2 separate regions of the Mus musculus genome follow, and region 1 is linked to region 2. A link is a contact called in public Hi-C data. All regions are on one chromosome and are shown on one strand. Each heading gives the region's core, a stretch centred on a gene start, on an enhancer-like site or on the middle of the called end of the contact. The rest is flanking DNA. Distances are from core to core; before and after follow the strand shown. Region 1 overlaps Ano10 (anoctamin 10). Region 2 holds the start of Ccdc13 (coiled-coil domain containing 13).

Evidence for each region. Hi-C and Micro-C count contacts between places; a contact is called where the count stands out from the background.
Region 1: a Hi-C map of pro-B cells shows a contact between it and region 2, with 4 times the contacts expected there. The contact joins the enhancer-like site here to the promoter of Ccdc13 in region 2. A contact is called at or near these places in 4 of 39 promoter capture datasets (the 3T3-L1 cell line, the HPC-7 cell line, hippocampal neurons and 1 more), 2 of 15 datasets of contacts at CTCF or cohesin (large pre-B cells and pro-B cells), 13 of 484 Hi-C or Micro-C datasets (B cells, the C10 cell line, Th1 cells and 7 more), 4 of 115 datasets of contacts at active chromatin or transcription factors (bone marrow-derived macrophages, embryonic stem cells and memory CD8 T cells) and 2 of 9 other capture datasets (embryonic stem cells and liver).

What each region holds. Positions count from the first base shown.
Region 1 is chr9:122,186,108-122,190,467 of GRCm38.p6, reverse strand. The region is part of intron 12 of Ano10 (anoctamin 10); the gene reads left to right. Among named protein-coding and RNA genes, the nearest start is that of Snrk, 71 kb to the right of the region's middle. Within about 2 kb of position 1,642, at least 42 of the 459 cell types and tissues checked have an H3K27ac peak or open chromatin away from gene starts, as enhancers often do. A contact at or near this core is called in the HPC-7 cell line, Th1 cells, bone marrow-derived macrophages and 3 more, where this site is marked.
Region 2 is chr9:121,837,543-121,841,967 of GRCm38.p6, reverse strand. It overlaps Ccdc13 (coiled-coil domain containing 13), which reads left to right and starts at 2,507. Exons shown (of 16, transcript NM_028384.1): 1 at 2,507-2,557.

The DNA of each region.
Region 1 (4,360 bases), core at 393-2,892, 350 kb before region 2:
GAGACAGAGACAGAGAAACAGAGAGACAGACAGGGAGACAGGCAGAGAAAGAGAAAGAGAAAGAGAAGACAGAGGGGGACCTCTCCCTTTTGTGTGTGCATTGCTGTGAATTCAGGGCCCTCGGGCCTCACTAGTGCTTAGGAAGCAAGCACTGTGCCCCTGGCACTTAGCAGTGTCCTCAACCATCAAGTCTGTCTTATGAGAATACTAACCCTGTTCGTGAAGGTCCAACGCCTGATGGCTCACTCACTTCTCCAAAGCCCCACCCGTTCATGTACCACAGTGGTGTGTGAGTTCTAACTTGAGCTGAGACACCCATGTTCGCCTTTCGTAGACTTCCTGGTGGAGGTGGCCACCCTTACATTACCTCTCTGCCCATCTGTGGACTGTGGCAACTTACCGATTCTCCCAAGATGTCAGTCTGTTTCCCTAGGATCCCGCCACACCTGTGAGAACTTGTGCCTCAGAGTGCAGAGTTTGCCAACGGACGAGAGCACTGGGGACCTAGAAACACCTGCCAGAGGATCCAAGCAACACATAGGAGCTTGGGTTTGTTTCAGGTTAGAACAACATCTTGGGTCAGTTTGCAGCTAAAAACTATGGCACAGATCTTAACCATTTTTTCAAGTCTATTTATTCAATACCGTGAGAAATTTTGGAGCTACATTTTGCTTCACAGGAGTGTAAGCCTGCAATCTCAGCTCTTGGAAACCTAAGGCAGGGGAGCCACAAGTATGAGGCCAGCTTGGGCTGTATACTGAGACCTTGCTTGAAAAAACAAAACCAAGAAAGAAGACAAAAGGGAGGGGGTGAGGTGTGAGCCATGGAAATAATCCTGATACTTTTAAAAGCAAGCCAGTCTCTCAGTCTGGCTTTTAAACTCTTGTTCTACTAGCAATGAGCTTGATACTAAAATACACACCCAGGTTCACTTCCCTTCCAAGAGGCTGGCAGGCAGGCTGAGGCATCCTGAAAGATGGCTAAGAAGAGTAGAGCCTCTGGGCAAGACAGACTGTGGCTCAACTCCTTAAGCAGCACTGCACTTTGACTCTGGCCTAACACTGCCCCTGCTTCCCCCTCCAGTACCAGTGTCCCTCGGTTAGAAGAAACCTTTAGCTTAAAGCAACTTGGGGACCTCGCAACTGCTGGGCTCCTTCCAGAAGCTCTAATCTAGCTTTTCCTGGGTAAGGGAAGGGGCCCTGTTCTAAAAGCTGTCCTGTTTTAAAAGGGAACATGTATGAAAACATAAATCCATAAGGATATTGAAAACAAAAGTACTGTCAGTTAACAACCTATGTCATCTAGAAGGATGCACATAGGGCTGGTAGGAACCAGAGCTGAGTAGTCTTGGCCCTGAGCTACTAGGAGGGGGCAGTGCCTTCTGCAGAACACTCCCAGGAACAGGTAAATGCCAGGTTCACCTCATATGCAAATAAGGGTTTGTGTTTACACAGTTACAGCATACCTCATATGCAAATAAGGGTTTATGTCTACACCAATTACAGTCTCTGGCCTTTAGCACCCCTCACAGCAGTGCCTCTCTAGGCCACCAGGGGAAGTGCCCCACTTTGTCCCCAGGAAGAAATGGTTACAGTGTCTTAGATCTCACTGGAGATTGTGGTCTAGTGCAAACAGAGGCCTCCCGGCTGAGCCAGAGCTGCTGTGCTCAGCATAGCCATCATGTGGTTTTCTTGAGGGACTGTGTAATGTTCAAGATGGCTGGTGTCAAAACAAGGGAAGCCCAGCTTTTGACTGACAGTCCTTTTTTTCAAGGCAGCTAGGGCAGCAAGGAAAAGGCTGATAGTTATCCATTAGCGTCAGCATAGCCTGACCTCTGACACTTACTTACAGGAAGGTGACTATCAGGAGGACTAAAGTCATGTCAAGATCTTGTCATTAACTTTAAAATGATGCTTGCCACCAGCCCAATGCCCCACAGACAGGTGGATCCATTAATCTACCTGGACACAGATTGGCACCTTGAAAAGCGGGGTCAGAGAGTCCAAGGCTGCTTGAGGATAGGCAGAACCACGGAAGAATGGGGTGCAGAGAAAGCACCAGAGGTCCACCAAGGACCTGTTTCGTGTCCAGCAGGGTATGTGCATGTGAGGAAACTGACCAGGGAATGAACCATCAGAACGGGGGCCCACGCCTGGCATGCAGGACTAGCCAGTATCATTCCTGTAGCAGATAGAAAACTCAGAATTTATGGGGAGCTGGGAGGACACTCAGGAAAGCCTGCCCAGCCACTTAGTAGGAAGTAACTCCTAGCTGAGCCCCTCTTTTGACCCACCTGGCAAACCACAAAGACACCACCCAAAAGCATCAATGTTTCAGACCTTGCAACCGAATGCCCTTGTAACAGATACCCACCAACTGGGGCTTTCTCAGCCTGATGCAGGACATCGATGGTGGATCTGTAGGTGCTCTCATTAGCAGAAGGTGACTGTTGGCCCTTTGCTGTGAGGACCAACAGGAGAGTCAAGCTAAGAAGGGAAGAAGAGAGACACATAAGGCATGTACACAGAAGCATGGGGCCTTGTTCCCAGATAACTAACCATGTATGTGGAAAGTAAACCTGCAGGGGAGACCAGGAGCCTGGACTGTGACCTGCGCGTCATCGCTGGCCATGCGCCTGCCCCTTCATACAACAGCAGAGTCTTCCTGTAATGGAAATTGGAAAAGTGTTAACTGTCCAGCTTTATCATGGGAAATTTGGCAGCCTCTGATCTGTGTTTTTGTAGAAGCTGATAAGCCTGTTTCTAAAATTGACATGGAAAATAAAGGACCTAAAAATAGCCAAACTCTAAAAAAGAAGAACAAACTGGAGACGAGTGGTAATGTTTTCAGAGTGTGTAGTGAAGTCATAGTGAAGACTACTTGGGGAGTGGGGAGGCAAGTCAGAGCAGCAAGTGACCTGCCTGTGACCACAAAGACTGCAGGTGAGTGAGCAGGGGATGATTCGGCAGATGTCTCTGGAAGGACTGGATGTCAGTACGCAGGAAATCAACACAAAATCACACTTGATCCCCAGGGGGGTCATGCCCTGAATGCAAGTTCTAGAGGAAATAAGGTCAGATCTTGAGACCTTGTAGCAGAAAGATTCACAGATAGAATTTCCAAACTTGGGTGCACATAGAATCAGTTATGTCAATGTCCAAATCTTATCAGTGTTCTGAGAAGCCACAAGCAAAGGAAGAGATCCTGACACTGGGGAGGTGGAGACAGGAGGATCAGGGTTTAGAGCCAGCCTGGATTGCATAGTAAGATCCGGTTGGAAGGAAGGAGAGAGGGCAAAGGAAGGAAAGAGTGGAGGAAGACAGAAGGATCTACAGGAATCTGCCTGGGTCAAGAGAGGCTCCCCTGGAGCTCACCACCTCCACCCCCACTGACCTGGGCCTCATCTCAGGCTACTGCCCTGCCTCTGCCCTTCTGCACTGGTGGGAACAGAAGGAAGCCCAGCAGAGACTATTCCCACAGACTTCAGTTCCCTGAAATCCACAGAGGAAAGACTGAAAACATGGGAGCTGAGGAACAGCCCTCCCCACACATCTGTCCTGTGACCCATCCTCCAACATTTGTTGCATGGGAAGCATATTGAAGCCTCTTGAGAAAAAGAGAGGCTTGGTCTGCCCTATGCAGGGCCTGTGTTTATTTACAGCAAGGGAACATTTTGTATTCATATTCTCTCTCTCTCTCTCTCTCTCTCTCTCTCTCTCTCTCTCTCTCTCTCTCTGTATGTGTGTGTGTGTGTGTGTGTGTGTGATGGGATGTGACCCCTTAGAGGAGTGGGAACAGCTTCTGTAGTCCACAAGAAAAGCTGAGAAATGTAGACTTTTAGCAGGAAATTAACAACATGGGAACACAGGGACTTGGTTGGTTAATTATTTCCCATAAGTTTTAGCCAATCTTGACAGAAGGGGGTACATAGTCTCTTAACTGTTCTGAGTGTATCATGTATCTCCCTGTAAGATGGAAAAAGTTCAGAGAGAAAGCCAGGAACAGAAACATAAAGAAAAGGCTGAAGATCAAGAGGCCAAGGGAGAATTCTATACAGGGAAGAGAGAACTCTAGAGCAGCTGGCTTTGTAAGGGTAGTTTGAGCACAAGAGGGGAGGACTACACCCTGCTGGAGGAAGCCTGGGGATGACCACCAGAGGCTGCCTGTCTGCAGGCAGAGACCAGAGGAAGATTCCAAGAAAGGCCCAGTGGGAAGTGAGTTGCCTCCTAGACAGGGATTTCCAAACTTGAGAGCCAGTGTGCTAGAGTAATGACCATAGCAGCCTCCCTTCCTGTGCAGATGGAGTGTGGTGGGAAGTTTGCTCCTGTCTATAGCTCTTGGAGGCTGCTTTGCCTGCTGG
Region 2 (4,425 bases), core at 1,258-3,757:
ATAGAACCAGGGCCTCATACAAAACAGGCAAGCACTGTACTGCAGAGCTTCTCTCTGTACTTCTCCAGTCCTTAGTCTCTTAGGACAGGCAGGCTCTCTTTATGTAGCTCAGGTTGGCTTGGAACTCTGTGTAGCGCCCAGACTGGACTTGAATCTGTGGTCCTCCTACCTGTGCCTCCAAAGTGCTGGGATTGCAGTACATTCATGCCTGAAGCTTTCTAATACATACCCTAGGAGGCCAGCTGAGATTCTATATCCTCTCATGCGGTGTGCTCTCATCCTAAGGGAAGCCTGGCTTGCTTCTAGGAGCAGCACTTTTCGAGGACCTTATCAGCACATCTGGCTCCTATTCTCTCCACAGCACCCAGCTGCCTCGTGATTATGAAGTGGGTGAATGGCACATGCGCAGTGTGGAGAAGACCCTGCCGCTTTGTGGTTCTATCTACTGAATCCACTCTGCCTCTTGGCAGTCATGCAGATTTTCAGTTCTCAGCCTCGGCCCAACACATAGGCCACTGAAGACCATAAAAAAGAAAGACCTGTTGGTTTGTGCTTTCTGGTCACATAGCACATCTGGAGCATCGGGAGGAGAAAGCAGAGAGGAAGCAAGGGCCCAGGGAAACTGAGCATGCAGTGGGTGTGGAGGGAAGCGAGATGGAAAAGGATTGGTTCCCTTCAGAGTTTAAATTTACCAAACTATGCTAAAAAAGAGTTGCCCAGCTGGAGTCATGTCTGAGCAGTTAAGAATTCCTCCTCTTCCAGAGGACCCACGTCAGGAGGTTCACAACCACCAGTGACTTTGTCTTAGGGTTTTACTGCTGTGAACAGACACCACAACCAAGACAACTCTCATAAGGACACTTAATCGGGGCTGAGTAACAGATTCAGAGGTTCAATCCATTATCATCAAGGTGGGAGCATGGCAGCATCCAGGCAGGCATGGTGCAGGAGGAACTAAGAGTTCTACATCTTCATCCTCAGGCTGCATGCAGAATAATGACTTCTGAGCAGCTAGGATGAGGGTCTTAAAGCCCACACCCACAGTGACACACCTATTCCAACAAGGCTGCACCCCCTAATAGTGCCACTCCCTGGACCAAGCATATTCAAACCATCACAGACTCCAACCCTAGGGGACCCAATGCCTTCTTCTGGCCTCCATGGGCACACACACACACACACACACAAAGAGAGAGAGAGAGAAAGAAGGAGAGAGAGTTAGAGAGAGAGAAGCTTTATGAAGGAGATGCTGTGCACCTGGACACACTGTACTGTACTGCGAGGGGGTGGGCAGGTGGATGCAGGGCTGTGGGTATCCAGCCCTGTATCTTCTTCACAAGTAGTGATGTACTACTCACGTTAAGTAAATGGGAAGCAGAAAAACAGGTTTAACATAGCTGGAGACTTTCACATTATAAAGGCTAGTGAGAGCATCTGGCCTCCCTCAGCTCATTTTTCCTATGTGTTTGCCTCCCTTCAAGTCCCTGAAATACAGCAATGTCAAACTGGGAGATTTTTTTTTTAAGTATTTTCTTAAACACACACACACACACACACACACTGTTTTTTAAAATCTTCTAAAATGCAAATAAATAAATAAATTCATAAATAAGAAGACCTAAAATCCTACCATACTGATATAATTGCCTGTGTGTTGTTTCACGTCTAGGTTTTCTTAGTATGGGTGTGTGCAATTGTTTGTGTCGGTGCACATGTGCATGGGATAGACAGAGGTTGTCTTCATTATTTGTCCTCAACTGCTCTCCACCTTTTGTTTTTTGAAAAAGGGTTTTGGGGTGAACTTGAATCAGCTCCTGGACTGGACTAGACTGACTGGCGAGGGATGTGTCTTGTCATCCTGCGATGTGACCCATAAACGCTTTCAACATTCCTCTTTTAGTTCTGTGCGCTGTTTGAAAAGGAGGAAGCGTTTTGTTTTGGTTTGGTTTTGGTTTTAGCATTATTAATTTTGGCCTACTCCAATCACAATCATAACCCAACATTCTTCCCGCCTTGTTTTGTATTTCCAAAGATAATATGGTTAACTATGTTACATTTCATAAAAACCGTCCACTTTCCAAAACCCTTGGAGGCCAGTAGGATATGCATCCTACTTTTTCAAAGACACTGGAGGTCGGTTGTGCACGGTGGTGCAGCCTGTGTCATCCAGCATTCAATAAGGACAGGAGGATGAGAAGTTCAAGGTCATGCATGGCTACAGAGCGAGTTTGAGGCCAGTCTGGACTGTATGATACCCTACCTTTAAAAACAAAAACAAACAGACCCCCCAAATCCTTAAATAAAATACACTCCGGAAGAGTGGAGGCTTCGTAGGCACTTTGCATTCTCATGTCCAGCTGGTGTGTGCAGTTCTGTGGGTCTTCCCGGACCCCTCAGCACGCTCAGCTCAGACCTTTAGAGGCTCTCTCGGCCCCCGTAGACGCGCGCGACCGTGCTGGTTTCCCTGGTGACGGTTGCCAAGGCAGCACATGCCGGCGTCGGGAAGGGCGGAGGAAGTGCCCGCGGCCCTTAAGACAGACCCCGAAGCGCAGCCGCGGTAAGTGGAGGAAGGCTGAGTAGAGCGGGAGTCAAGCGAGGATCGAACCGGAGCGGATCAGGAAAAAGAACCGGGGGCTGAGCGGGGAAACTGAACCGGGAGCCGAGCGGAGCGGGAAACCGAACTAGGAACCAAGAGTGGAGCCGAGAGCGGGGAACCGAACCGGGAGCCGAGCGAGGACCGAGCCAGGGACAGAGCGGGAAACCAAACAAGGGGCCAAGTGGGGACCGGAACCGTGGCGAGAGTGAGGAACCGAATCGGAAGCCTAGAGTGGAGCCGGGAGAGGGGGATCGAACTGGGGGCCGAGCAGCGAGAAGCCAAGACTGGGAAACCAAACCATAGACCCTGCGAATGGCCTCTCCTTGGGGCCGGGCTGTTCCCACCCCTCCCTGGGCAGACTCGTGTTTTCCGCGCGAGGAGGGTTCGTGAGGCAGAGGAACGACCCAGCGACCTGCGTGGGCATGACTAGAAAGCAGGTCTTCTGCAGCTGCCACTCAGCACGTGGCTGCTGCCCTGACTTGACCCTCATTCTGGCTTGTAAAAACATACAGGATGGGGAGGTGGGATGGGCTGCGTGGGTGAGCTAGAAAGTGGCAGGCTGGTGAGAAGTGATGGGTGCTCAAGGCCCCATCCACCGTCCTGCGCACAGCTTTTCTCTTCCTTGGTCTTTTGAGTAGGGTTTCACTCTGTAGCCTGGGATGGCCTTAAAACTCACTAGAAGACCCATGCTGGTCCCAAATTGGTAATCATACTCACATTTGAAGCAGGACGGGACTGCATACCAACATCTTGTCTTAAAGAGAAAACAAAAGTTGTAAGCAATTAGGGTTATCTGTGGTTTTAAGGTAGTTTGTTGGTTACAAAGTATAGTTGTCTAAAAAAAAGGCCAAATTCTTTCATGTTTTTTTTATAAATATTCATTAAGCACCTACTGTGTCCTGTTGTAGCATGGCCATGAACAAAGTGGATGAAAATAATGATCCTGGTAGGCGTGTTGGTACATAGCCAGCATTTGAGAGACCAACACAGGAGCATTGCCAAGAGTTTGAGGCAAGCCTGGTCTACACAGCAAGTGCCAGGTCATCCGGCCAGCCCTTGCAGGACCCTGTCTCAAACAGCTAAAAATAAAGTTAAAGTGTGTGTCCTCTGGTAGTGTACGTACTAGTGGGAGGAAGCACAGTTGGTATGTAACGTGTGCTACAGGTCAGGAGCAAAGGTGAATGACCTGGGCAGGGAGATGGTGTTCTGTGAGTACAAGCAAGGGTTGGGACAGTTCATACTCACTAGCAAGTTGACTGGATTTAGAGCCATCTAGGAAACACTCCTCTGTGTGTGTGCACGAGTGCATGAGGGTGTCTCCAGAGAGGTTTAGCTGAGAAAAGAAGACCCGCCATCCCACGGAGCCCCAGACTGAAAGCAGGAGTGGAGCCTTCATCTGTCCGTGCTTCCCCACAGTGGACCCCCTGCAGCCGTCCACTTGTGGGTGCTGTCCTTCCCCAACATGGTGAGCTGTATCCTCCAAGACTGTGAGCCAACTAAGTCACCTTGAGTTGCTTTGGTCACACGTTTGCCCACAGCAATGGGAAAGGTAACTCATATACAGTGGGGACAGGGGCAGCGCTTGTCAGGAGCTCAGGGGAGTCATCCCAGTGGAAACCCATTGAATCCAGAGATGTCCAGGAGGCAACCAGAGAACACACGGAGACAAGAACTTAGAAGGAGCAGTCAGAGTGCAAGCTGTGAGCCCAAGGCACCCCTAGTGCTGACGCGGGAGGGGAGGGGCCCTGGCTTTGTGCTGAGGAGAGCATGTTGGACAGTGTCAGGGCCAAGTGTGTGAAGAACAAACAGGCTGTGGTATGGGGTGAGGC